3 separate regions of the Mus musculus genome follow, and all the other regions are linked to region 1. Evidence: chromatin contacts called from public HiChIP or PLAC-seq data. All regions are on one chromosome and are shown on one strand. Each heading gives the region's core, a stretch centred on a gene start, on an enhancer-like site or on the middle of the called end of the contact. The rest is flanking DNA. Distances are from core to core; before and after follow the strand shown. Region 1 holds the start of Fanci (Fanconi anemia, complementation group I). Region 2 holds the start of Pex11a (peroxisomal biogenesis factor 11 alpha). Region 3 holds the start of Kif7 (kinesin family member 7).

What was found. HiChIP or PLAC-seq counts read pairs in DNA pulled down with a chosen protein or histone mark.
Region 2: a contact with region 1 is called in an H3K4me3 HiChIP or PLAC-seq map of bone marrow-derived macrophages, with 2.5 times the contacts expected there. The contact joins the promoter of Pex11a here to the promoter of Fanci in region 1. A contact is called at or near these places in 5 of 39 promoter capture datasets (the HPC-7 cell line, cranial neural crest, embryonic stem cells and 2 more), 2 of 115 datasets of contacts at active chromatin or transcription factors (bone marrow-derived macrophages and epiblast stem cells) and 3 of 9 other capture datasets (adipose tissue, liver and pancreatic islet).
Region 3: a contact with region 1 is called in an H3K27ac HiChIP or PLAC-seq map of extraembryonic endoderm stem cells, with 7 times the contacts expected there. The contact joins the promoter of Kif7 here to the promoter of Fanci in region 1. A contact is called at or near these places in 3 of 39 promoter capture datasets (the 3T3-L1 cell line, cranial neural crest and hippocampal neurons), 1 of 484 Hi-C or Micro-C datasets (LSK cells), 4 of 115 datasets of contacts at active chromatin or transcription factors (embryonic stem cells, extraembryonic endoderm stem cells and pancreatic cancer cells) and 2 of 9 other capture datasets (liver and pancreatic islet).

What each region holds. Positions count from the first base shown.
Region 1 is chr7:79,390,442-79,394,477 of GRCm38.p6, forward strand. Fanci (Fanconi anemia, complementation group I) reads left to right here and starts at 1,897. Exons shown (of 38, transcript NM_145946.2): 1 at 1,897-1,950. It also overlaps a transcript of Rlbp1 not described here.
Region 2 is chr7:79,740,959-79,744,994 of GRCm38.p6, forward strand. It overlaps Pex11a (peroxisomal biogenesis factor 11 alpha), which reads right to left and starts at 2,173. Exons shown (of 3, transcript NM_011068.2): 1 at 1,952-2,173. The coding sequence starts at 2,007. It overlaps Wdr93 (WD repeat domain 93), which reads left to right and starts at 2,191. Exons shown (of 18, transcript NM_001381990.1): 1 at 2,191-2,279.
Region 3 is chr7:79,713,887-79,717,922 of GRCm38.p6, forward strand. It overlaps Kif7 (kinesin family member 7), which reads right to left and starts at 1,821. Exons shown (of 19, transcript NM_001291222.2): 1 at 1,779-1,821; 2 at 1-296. The coding sequence starts at 272.

The sequences.
Region 1 (4,036 bases), core at 647-3,146:
CCAGGCACTTGGGAAGTAGAAGCAGGAGGATTAGGAGTTCCAGGCCTGTTAACACCTTAGCATTACTTCTAGGCCCCGCCCAGCAGTTACCTAGCAACTGCCAGGTAAACTGGGGTTGCTATAAAAGGGACTGTTTGGTCTCTCTTCACTTTCTGACTTTCTCTCTCTGACCCCCTTTTCTCTCTCTGACTCCTTTCTCCCTCTCCTGCCCCACTCCATGTTCCTGGCCAGCGTCTTCTCTTTGTCTCTTTGTTCCAGCTCCATATCTTTCTCTCATTCTATCTCTCCCCTCGCTCTTTCTCTGTCTCTACTCCCTTCTCAACCCCCCTTCAACAGAATAAACTCTATGCTATACTAGACCTATGGCTGGTACCTTGCAGGGAAGGATGCCTTAGCGTGGGCCCACTGAGGTACCCTAACCCACTGCACCGTACCTCGCTCTTTAAAACATATTGTTGACTTTACAAAACACATCAAGGCCAATCACAGTTATGTCGCAAGTTAAAACCCAGCCTGGGCTAAGTGGGATCCTGACTAAGAAAACATAAGCAAAAAGTTAATGTTGCCGGGCGTGGTGGCGCACGCCTTTAATCCCAGCACTCGGGAGGCAGAGGCAGGCGGATTTCTGAGTTCGAGGCCAGCCTGGTCTACAAAGTGAGTTCCAGGACAACCAGAGCTATACAGAGAAACCCTGTCTCAAAAAACCAAAAAAAAAAAAAAACAACAACAACAAAAAAAAGTTAATGTTAATAAAAAAACAGGTAGCCAGGCAATGGTGGCACATGCCTTTAAACCCACCATTGGGAGGCAGTGGCAGGTGGATTTCTGAGTTCGAGGCCAGTCTGATCTACAAATTGAATTCCAGGACAGCTAGGGATATACAGAGAAACCCTGTCTCAAAACAAAACAAAAACCAAAAATTAATAAATAAAATAAATTAAAAACAGGTACTATGTTATTCATGTATCGGGGTAGACATTCATACAAACAATTTAATAAGTGTTATTAGATGCACACATGGAATGCTTATTTAATCTGTATAGATTGTTAACAGATTTACAGCTGAATGGTGCAGTCCTAGAAGGAGTTTGGAACTAGAAGGAGTTTGGAAGGAAGGTTTTGTGGGAAGATGGGATGAAGCCATCTGTTTCTTTAGTGAAGTAAAGGATTCCCCTCAGGGATCGCCCTCACCCTCAGCTGCTGGTTTTTAACAACTTCTCATATTTCAGTGTGGAGACCTAAATGTAGAAGAGTGATTCCCGAGAGGAATCCTTTGCTTCACTAAATAGTAATGCCTCTGCTTCTCCTCTACCATCCTAAGCACCTTCACATGCTTAGCTAGCCAGGAGCTTGTTGATTCTGGGCACTGTGCACAAGCTGCACCCTCAATCTAAAGTAGAATTTCGGTCCACTGCTTCATTGATCTTGACGGTGCACTCAGGTGGTTATTTACGAATGTATTGAACATTCACTGCTTCTGGGACGGACGGACACACACACTCACACTCACACTCACTCTCACTCACTCACTCACTCACTCACTCACTCACTCACTCACTCACTCACTCACTCACTCACTCACTCACTCATGCGGGCGCGCGCGAGGTGCTTCCGATGCAAAAGACCTGACCCTCCATCAATTGGTTCAATCTCTTCTGCACTGACTTCAACTACAGAGCTCTAAGAAAGCTTAACCCGGCCATACCATAACGCGCATGCTACTCTGAGGTTCCCCCCAAAGCGTGTGAGCCGGTTGCACCTCCCTCTCCCGCGAATTTGGGCCATCATCTCCGCAAAGATTCCCCCACTTTGTCATCTAAAATGGTACGCCCTACAGAGTTAGGAAGTCGGAAGTGCACCTCGGGGGCGGGACCTGTTGCTCTGGGCAACGGAAGTGCGGCTGCGTGGAGTAGAGCGGGAATTTTGGAAGGATCCCGAGCTGAGGTTGAGGTGACTGTTCAGGGTCTGTGCTTACAAGGAGGGAGGAAGTGGGACGGTGAGGACAGGCAGGGTCCCCTTGCGACGTGGCGTCCCGCCGTGCCTGGTTTCTGCGCAGGGGTCGGGGACATCAGCTTTGGCGGGTTTTTGCGAGGCTCGCTCCGTTCTGCCCTCCCTATTGGCCCTGCCCTGCAGTGTCAGCGCCTGCTTCTGGAGGGTCCCGCAGCCGGGTTTCGCGCGTGGAGCCCAGTGCCAGTGGGAAGAGAGGCCATTGACTTCGCATAGGATAGGCAGGATACTCAAGACGTGCACTGTCGAGCAGAACGGAGCTCCAAAAGCTAACGACCCCACCAGATGTTTTATTTAATTTCTCCATTTACATAGCGTTTATTTTAATATACAAAGCAATCACCCAGCCACCACTATAAGCACTTAGTATATTTTCGGCACCGTATATAGAAGTTAAGGTAGTAAAATCTACATTAGCTGCCTTATTTTATAGTTTCTGTTTCCTTTTAGTTTTGTTTTTGAGTCAGTGTCTTATATTGGCTACAGAGTGTGCCTGGTCATGTTTCCACCTGAGTGCTGGGATTACAGGAGAGCATCAACATGCTAGGTGTATACAAGTCTAGGGTTATGACGTCATCCAGCCCAGGGCGGCAGGCCTGCTAGGCAGTTCTACCGGCAGAGTTACGCCCTCTGGCCCACATCAGATATTTCTTATGTCCTTAATATAAGCTTGTTACTGTGCTCAAGATAACGATAAACCAAACTGGAAATACTCATGGAACTGTAGACCAGTGGGGGACCTAGCCATTAATTTAAAATGTAATATTAGAACTTGCCGGGGGAGGGAGGGGGGCTGGTGAGATGTCCCAGCAGTTAAGAGCATTGACTGTTCTTCCAGAGGTCCTGAGTTCAATTCCCGACAACCACCTGGTGGCTCACAACCATCTATAGGAGGATCTGATGCCCTCTTCAGGCAGGGGGATGTATATGCAGCAGAGCACTCATACATCAAATAAAATTGTTTAAAAAGTTAGTGACATTGTGGAAGGAATTTCACTGGTGTTTGTAGAGGAGGTAACACCGGAGCATCTGAGAGAGAGTGAGTTGAGCCGAGGTCTGAAGACTTTGTAGAAATTGAGAGCAAGGATGGGTATCTTTGTTTCAGATGAGAAATCGTTTATAAGGGTGTTGGGGATTTGAAGGACAGAAAACAATTTATTGTTCTTAGAAGAGTGATAAAATCAGAAACAGAATTAGCTCTGTGTACCTTTTCACGACCTCCGGCTTGGGTGGTGGTTACGTGCATAAGAACATCCTTGGTAGAGAAGGAGTGAAACCCAGCATGAAGCACCCCAGCTTCAGAGTGGCTTAGAGCTGTGGAGAAGCTCGCTGCGTTTGTAGACTTTGGGTCTGGTTGATTCCACTATCTGATTTTTTTTTTCTAATTCCTTATTTAACATTAAAAAGAAAGAATAGAGTGATGAAGGAAGTTAAGCGAGGGCTTAGACCCTGCAGGACCTGCTCTCTGCGGCCAGAAGAGAGTGCCATGCAGTTGTGAGCCATCTGATGTGGTGCTAGGCATGGAATTCAGCAACTCTGGGATAGCAGGGAAGGCTCAGTACTGAGCCATCTCTCCTGTCCCAGGACTCTGAGCTTGTGTGCGTGTGTGTGTGTGTGTGTGTGTGTGTACGTGTACGTGTGTACGTGTGTACAAGCGCGCATGCGCATGCACACATGTGGTAGCCCTGGCTGTCCTGGAGCTCACTCTGTAGCCCAGGCTTGTCTTTAGCCCACAGAGATCCACCTGCCTCTGCCTCCCACTTACTGAGATTCAAGGAATGTGCCACTGCCACCTGGCTTCCTTCCTTTCTCTTCCCTCCTCCCCCTTTCTCTTCTTCTTCCTCTTTCTCCTTCTCCTCCTCCTCTTCTTCTTCCTCCTCCTCTTCTTCCTCCTCCTTTTGGATTTTTGTCTAATAAGAAAGCAACAGAAAATTCCTTCTAAGATAAGGATGGGTTGGAAGGAAACTATATCATTTGGTTTTTGTTTTCAGAATTGTCTTATTGCTGTGTAGAGGGGAGCAAGTGAAGA
Region 2 (4,036 bases), core at 923-3,422, 350 kb after region 1:
CATAGTAATGCTTTCAGCGATTGGTTAATATCACGCCAGCTATGATGACAATGACATGGTGATGAATATAATAAGTCAACTAGAGTCACAGACATCCAAATGCATCTGCAGCCAACTTAACAAAAGCAGGTGCCAGGTCGGGTGTGGTGGCTCTCACCTTAGTTCCCAGCACTCAGGAGGCAGAGGAAGGCAGATCTCTGTTGAGGTCAGGGCCAGCCTGGTCTACATAGAGAATTCTGGGTCAGCCAGGGCTATATAGTGAGACCCTGTTCAAACAAACAAAGATCAGTAGGCGCTGGCCCCTACTCTCTTAGAACTGCAAACTGCATTGGCATCCCTGCACAATTTAAATATTATTCTCAGTAAAACTGCGGCACAGAGCTGGTGGCTCCTGTTTACAACTCCAGCACCCAGAAGATGGAGAGAAGAGAATTATGGGAGCAGTCTGGGCCACATAGTAAGACTTTCTCAAAATAAATAAAATTCTCCCCAAAGTGGTACATTTTTTACAATGATGAGTTGGTTTTTATTTGTTTGTTTGTTTGTTTGGTTGGTTGGTGGGTTTTTCGAGACAGGGTTTCTCTGTATAGCCCTGGCTGTCCTGGAACTCACTTTGTAGACCAGGCTGGCCTCGAACTCAGAAATCTGCCTACCTCTGCCTCCCGGGTGCTGGGATTAAAGACGTGCGCCACCACGCCCGGCTTGTTTGTTTGTTTTAAATAAAGTAAAAAGGAGGGCCAGAGTGAGAGCAGGAGATAGAATTCACTCTCTGACCAGAGGCTCACACTGCTTATGTTATACAGCTTCCTCTCTCAGGTTTGGTTCAATAGTGGCTGAAAACAGGGCATTATTTTAGGAATGCTAGTTGGTTTGTTTGTTCATGGTTATATAGTTCCTTAGAAAGATTGGGAAATAAAATTTTGCTGAATACATATATCCTAAATTAAAGACAGTGTAGGGTACATTCTGGGACCACTGAAATGATATATGTGTTGACCTCTAATGAACCATGGCTAATCCTCAGCCATTCTGAGACTCTATCAAGTTAAACAGAAAGGCAGCATGGCCTAAGTGAAGAGGTGGGCTGGTGCTGGAGTCAACTATGTGGACCTGCATCTTTTGGCTCGGCCACATTAGTTTTTCCTAGCCTCCTGGTTCAGTTTCCCTATATGTGAAATTAGAATATTAAAGTATCTCAGGGCTGCAATGGAGGCTCTGTACAGTCAAGTCTCACCATTAGGACTTTTCTTACTTGTATGCTTAGTTAATTTTAGAGGTTGACCACTTAAACATCTGGAAAAGAAGTGTTGTTAAATTAAACTCCTATGTTTCACACATACCCCTTTTCCTTTTCTTTTAAATGATCACCGAGGGGCATTCAAATTTCTCTTTTAAAAAAAAATGAAGTAGGATTAGTTTTAAACACGCATTGGTGATTTCGAAAGTACACTATGTACTTGGGAGGTATTGTTCAAACACTTTGTCCGCTGTACAGTTTACAGTTTACAAAGCAGCTTTTTAACAGCTTGATATCTCCAAGGCGCAGACTGGACCAAAATGAAGATAAAGAAGATAAATCTGTCTTTCCGTGAGTTACGACTTCACGAGCGCTCCAAACTACAGGTGTTCTGTTTCCTTAGCTACAAAAGAAGCTCCAAGTTTCTCTGGAAAAGAAATCTCTAGGAAAGATGTCGAGCGGCTGGGAACTTTCCCTCTCCTGGGGAAAGTTAGGAGATCGCACTCATGGGCCGCTGTCACCTCCCGAGACACCGAGGTGGCTGACACGCACAGTCCCTCCGGGTTCACAGGGAGGAGGGGCTCGGCTCGCAACTCCTCAGTGGGAGCTGGCCGCGGCCTCGTGCCTCGATTTACCGGGCTGTGACCTCTTTCTCCGAGAAGAAACCCTGGGTCCTGAAGGGACGGGGGCGGAGGCCGACAGCACCTGACTCACCTGAAAAGTCGGTCCCGGCCCTGGCTTTGGTTGGCGACTCGGATGAAGGCGTCCATGGCTCCCACCCACAGCCACGCGTTGCGCCCGCTCCCTCGTGGGTCCCCTGGGACGTCGCCGGTCCCGGGGGACAGCGGGAACAGATTAGTTGCCAGGTGGGTGGGACTTCGTCTCTCCGCCCACACGGGGGTGGGCACACCTTCGGAAACGCGGCTTTTGGAGTTCCGGTTAGTACCGGAAGTGGTAGTTACTAAGGCGACGCCAAGCCACAAGACTTGTGAGTAGAGCTGAGTTTCACAAGGTCGTGGCCTTCTCCCGTCTTGGTTTCCAGGTAGAGGCACTGAGTGGGTCATTCCCCTGCCTCAGGCGTCCAGGTGTCCCCAGGTACCCATGAACCCCATCAGGAATGCTAAATGGTCTTCTCAGGCTGCAGGCCGCATCCTTTCCCAGTGTCAGGCCTTATGATGCAGGCAACAGAGCTAAGTCAGTTCCTGGGGTGTGTTTCTAGCAGAAGAGTGGGAGTAAAGTGGGAGAATTTTCTATTAGGATTATTGAAAAACCAAATGATTCCTGAGGAAATCCTACAAGCTCCACACCAGCAAAGCACAGGCAAGGGAGATCAGTGACATTGCACCGCTGATCGTTGGTTCTGTGGCGTTTGAAGATGGAGCCCCACTTAGTAATTTTCTTCTTTTCACCGCTTCTCCCTCCTTCCTCGCCTCATTACCTCTCCCCTGTCTTTCTGTTTACCCTACCCCTTTATGATATTATTCCAGCAATGACTCTGATGGCTTGGGTGGGAATATCCTGCTGAAACACAGCCTCAGTCTCGTCACCCAACCTTCTTAGGGGATGCCCCAGAGGTGCTTTTCTAAGGATGGGGTAACATGTGAGTTCCTAGGCTTCTCTGAAAGCTTGTGGGCCAGGACCCCTCAGTGACGCCTCTCTAGCCAGCTGAGCTACGCTCACTGATCCCTGCAGGGACCTGGGCCACATTAACTGTACAATAATGCACAATACATGGTCCTCCCTCAGCTGGCAGGCTTTCCTAATGCTCTAACTTGTTACTGCGGACAGCAAGGCTCCCTATTGTGGGCTAGTAAAAAAAAAAAAAAAAAAAAAAAAAAAAAAAAAGAAATAGTTGCAGATTGAAACTGGAGGGCGATTTTACTGCCAGCTTGAAAGAAAAAAAAAAAGACAACAGGGCAAACTGTGAATCTCAGTAGCTTCCAAGAATAGAGAGATGAAGAAGAGGAGGAAAAGAGAAAGCCGTGCTTTTTACAATGGAGGTTCCCAAGCAGCAGCTTGGTGAAAGGGTGGGAGCAGCGTGCGGACAGCATGTGAGAAAACCCAGAGTCTCTGGTGGAAGCTCTGCAAGCTGCTCCTTGAAAGGAAATTTATAAGCTTGCTCGGTGTGTCTGTGAAATCGGGTCGCCTACTTTTCTCTATTCCCTGCTTCGGGCCTGCCCCTAACACTTGCAGGCCCGAAGTAAAGTACACACCAGACCTATAGACTCTATGTTTAACTATTTGAAAATTGTATAACAAGTAACAAACTGTGAAATATGTTCTAGTTCCTTGATTGACACACATTCTCACAGTAACAGAAAGCCAGGCTGACTTTTAGAATTCTAAGGCTCCTTGAAACACCCACAAACACAGCTGGACTATGTAGTAGTACAGAGAAAAATGACTCCCAGACCTTCCCCACTTCTCTTCTGATTTCTTGCTCCCCCTACATTGATGAAAGGGGGGAATGTGTGGATACTGCAAGCCACACTCAAAATCTGTCGAATATCTCTGCAGACAGCTATGCTGTAGGCAACAGTTAGGTCTATCTGTGCTCATGTTAGCATCTGGTTCCCCTCTAGGAGGAACTAGGGAAGGCTTGTGCAGATCCTGGTATCATCTGGGCAGTGGTTTCCGTAGACTTGACTAGAAGAGGGAAGTAAGGTTTTAGGTAAGGATATCCTCTTGGCTCCATGACCGTGTAATTCTCCTTTCCAAAAGAAAGAGCTACGGAGAGAATGGGGCATCCTCTTTAAGAGCCCAGTGGCTCAGCCTCGTTTTTCCACCCTGCACCCCCTC
Region 3 (4,036 bases), core at 571-3,070, 320 kb after region 1:
AAGACGGTGGCATTGAAGCCCTCAAAGAAAGCCTCGAGGAGGGGCTGCACGCAAGCCTGGTACACAGCCTCTTGCCCAGTGTCCTCTCCCAGGACCACATGGAACCCAAAGTGTCGGTCCCGCCCCAGGGTGATTCGACCCCGCTCAGGCTCCACACGCAGGCAACTCTGATGACCATGCAGCAGCTCCTTGGGCAGCAATGGGCGAACTCGAAGGGCCACCCTCACGGGGGCCTCCTCAGCCCCAGGCAGCCTCTGGGCCTCCAGCCCCATCTTGAAGGACAGCAGCTACGGAATCTGCAGAGAAAAGAAAAGGCCCTTGCCACTGGCCTGTACTACAGGGGCCAGACCACATAGCTTTGGGGAGACTGACGGAGGGGTAGTCAAAGTTCAGAGCATCTGCCCAAAGGGGCACCCAACTGACACAAACCACAAAACCATAAAGCCACAGTAACTTTTCTTGACATCCTCCCCTGGCCAAAAAATAAAAAATAAAAAAAGCCCCAGCACTTGATATCTCCGGTTTTTGTGTTCCAGCTGTCCCACTCCCCCTTCTAAGTCTCTACCATTGCTCCTCCCTGAAACTGCTTGACACCTGCCCATCTTCTTCAAAGAAGCCAAAAGATCCTTCAAGACCAAATTCCTATCACTAAACTCTGCCAGTTCTTTTTTTTTTCCATTTTTTATTAGGTATTTAGCTCATTTACATTTCCAATGCTATACCAAAAGTCCCCCATACCCACCCACCCCCAACTCTGCCAGTTCTATCTCCTAAGTATCTCTCAAGATTATCAGCTACACTCCTCATCCTGTTGCCAAAACCAGTCATGCTGCTGACACCCTGAAGGGATAACTTCTGCCTGCTCCCTTTCCGAGTTTCAGTCTCCCCGACCTCTCCAACCGCGCAGTCTAGAGCATCTTTCAAAAACACAGTTGTGACAGTCTCATTTTTACACCCCACTAACAATAAAGGAAGCTTAGAACACACTCCCTACCTTCCCCATCTCCTGAATACCATGCCTTTCCTCTCAGGCCATCAACCTCTGTGTTACCATCTTCATCCACCCACGCTTGGGCTGGGCTCACCTTCCCCACAGGGCCAGGGAAGCTGCTCTGCTCTGTCCCATCACCACTACAGACAGCCCTTTGTGCTGCCCACATCAGACACTGACCACACGGATGCCAGAGCCAGAGTCTCTCTCCCCATGGAAAGCAAGAACCCTCTTTGTCTATTTCGAACTCTATCATCAGCACCCAGCACAGGGTACAATACTATCTAGCAATCCGTGAGGACCCCTCCCGCCCCCAATCTCGCCTTCTCCTTTCTCACCACATTCTTCAACCGCAGTATCCCACGCTACACTTCGTTGTTTTCGTATTTACTGTTTAGCATCTCTGCTTGTATAACCGCTCATTCATTCGGTTCTGGTTAGGTGCTGGAGCCTGGGTACACAGAGGTAACAGTGCCTGGCGGCACTCCAATCCCCAGGTAGACTCTGGAGCTGTGTGTGGTCCCGGCTTCTCCTTCCCCACAATCAAGGCTCCGAGCCTCAAAGGCGCCCTGACAACTCCACCCGCGCGATCGGCCTCTGGGAACAGGCCCTCCCGGAAAGTTTGCAAAAGTGATTACAAACGTGGACCCTCGCAGGCTGCTCCTCCTGGCCCGGCCCGCCCAGTGAGGGAGCTCGCAGTAAGCTGAGGGGCACAGATGGGGGGCTGCTCAGTCGCCTCCCGGGTGAGCCCTGTCTAGCCCTCCATCCCCTCGGGACCCACACCCACCTGCCAGAGTGCGAGCGCAGTCCCGGGACGCGCAGCCAAGCTCGGCGCCCCGACCCGGCGCGCTCCGATGCCGTCATCGGGACCCCCGCCCCCCCAAACATCCCTCCCTTCACCCGCAACCCCGCCTGCCCCGGCGCTCGGGGGCGGAGGCGCAGGCAGGGCGCCTCCAAGTCGGTCCGCAGACGGGGCTGGGCGGGCCCTCCTATGGGGGAGGGGCGGGCCTCTGCCGGGGGGCGGGCCCAGGGAAGCAGCCAGTGGCTTCTCTTCAGGTCTTAGAAAACTGGGAAATCGGCACCAGACATCTGTCTTCTCATAGACCCACTTCTTTCTTTCTGCTCCCAGGGTTAAGCCATAATCCTCATTAAAAACAAAACGTAACAACAACAAAACCACCTTCCCTAGGAAGTTTTAGTTCCTAAAACTATGTCTCATTTTAGGATTTATGAGATTCAATCGCAGTTTAGAGTCACTGTCAAGGGACACTTGTCATCCAGAGAGGCAAAGCTGGCTGTCCATCTCTTTGACTGGAAACACCATGCTTTGTTGAATTTGTAATTCAAATCTAGAATCCAAGCCAGGGTGAGTGGCCCATGCCTATAATCCCAGAACTCTGCAGAATCCTTGAGCAGCAGGGGATCAGCACCATCCTGGCTACAGAGGTGTAGCCTCTGGACAAACACAAAAATAAAAAATCTGGAAAGCAGACTGGGAGAGGCAGAGTGGGGCATTTGCCTAGCATGAGGGAAGTCTTGTTTTTTTATCCCAAGTACCACGAATAACCACCACCATCCCAGAATACATATTTATCACTTAAAACACCACTAAAGAAAAACAAATTTTGATAGATGTATTCAGATGACTGCCTGCTATAGAGGCAGCATAATTAAAGGCTGCAGAAATGTCCAGTTCTCCCAGATCTATATGAGAAAACACTCAGCCCCATACAGTAGAATCACAGCCTGAAGTGAGGCCAATGATGAGGCCATGTGGTGTCTCATTGGTAAGATAAGCAGGGGCCGGGGGTCCCTGATAGGCATATTCTCTCCCTTGGTGACACAGATACAGGCCAGATTAGACCAGATTAAAAGTAGATACAGGCAGGTTTATTAGGAGGCAGATCTCTGGTGGGTTCACCGATCTCACAGGTGGAGGTCAGTGACGTCACACATCCGCTAAAGCAAGGGGCTTTTATAGAGTTTAGGTGAGGAGTGCCAGCAAGGAGCTGGGGTGATGTTCACACATGGTCAAAAACTGAGCCCCTGGGTGGGCACTCTTGGGTGGGTTGCTGGCAACGGGGAGCCCAAGAGTGATAAAGTGATGATGTGTTAGCCAGACATTTTCTCTGGGAGGGCAGAGTTGGAGGAAAGGAGGGCAGATGGGTTTCCCAACTTGTGCAGGGCACGGGCAGGAGTTCCAGACTAACAATCCCCAGCAGGTTGAGTCAGGGGCAACAACAGTGCCTGCTCTCCCACATGTATGATCTGTCATCTACAGACACTAAGTACCCAGAGGAGTGAGGGAGCATCACCACGTGGTGTGGCATGCTCTTGGGATCAAGTGATCTGTCCCTAGGTTCTTTCCTTCACTTCCTGTATGTCACGTGCTCTGCTCATCCCTGAGCTAAGCTCCGACAGGGTGATGGCCCTATAGGGCCTCAGGAGATGACAGACTGAGGAGCCATCCACAACCATATCCTAGACTTTTCAAATAGGAGTATAAGGAAGGGCCACCAAGAGGACACCAGGCAGCTCTCTGTTAGATGCATGAGAGCTGATGCTTGGGAGCCACCAGAAGTTGTGGCACTTCCTATAAAATACAGTTCCGTGAAGGAGATAAAGCAATAGGGCAATGCAGGCTCAGCTAGAGTGGAATTGCAGCTAGAGGCTCAGCATGCTGTGGAATTGCACGGTGGGTCCCAAACAGTTGGAGCCCTGAGCAGGAGTAACACAAAGTGCAAAGCAGCCTGCCACGGAGACAACAGAAGAGATTCATTTAGGCTGTGACTGCCAAGAAGCCAGCCGCGGAGCTGCATAAAGCTCACACGGTAATTGATGGAACCTCACGTTTTCCAGAGGAGTTATGACTGTAATTATAACAGCAATTACAGTAATTAAGTTACAGGGGAAGTAACACCAAAGCTGTGAATGTTATGGTAAAATTGTGGCATTCTGTGGCGTTAGACATCACTGGAACTGCCCATAGGAATTCATGACTTTACAAAGAAGTAACCTTTTCCTCACCCTTTCCAGTGGGCAGGT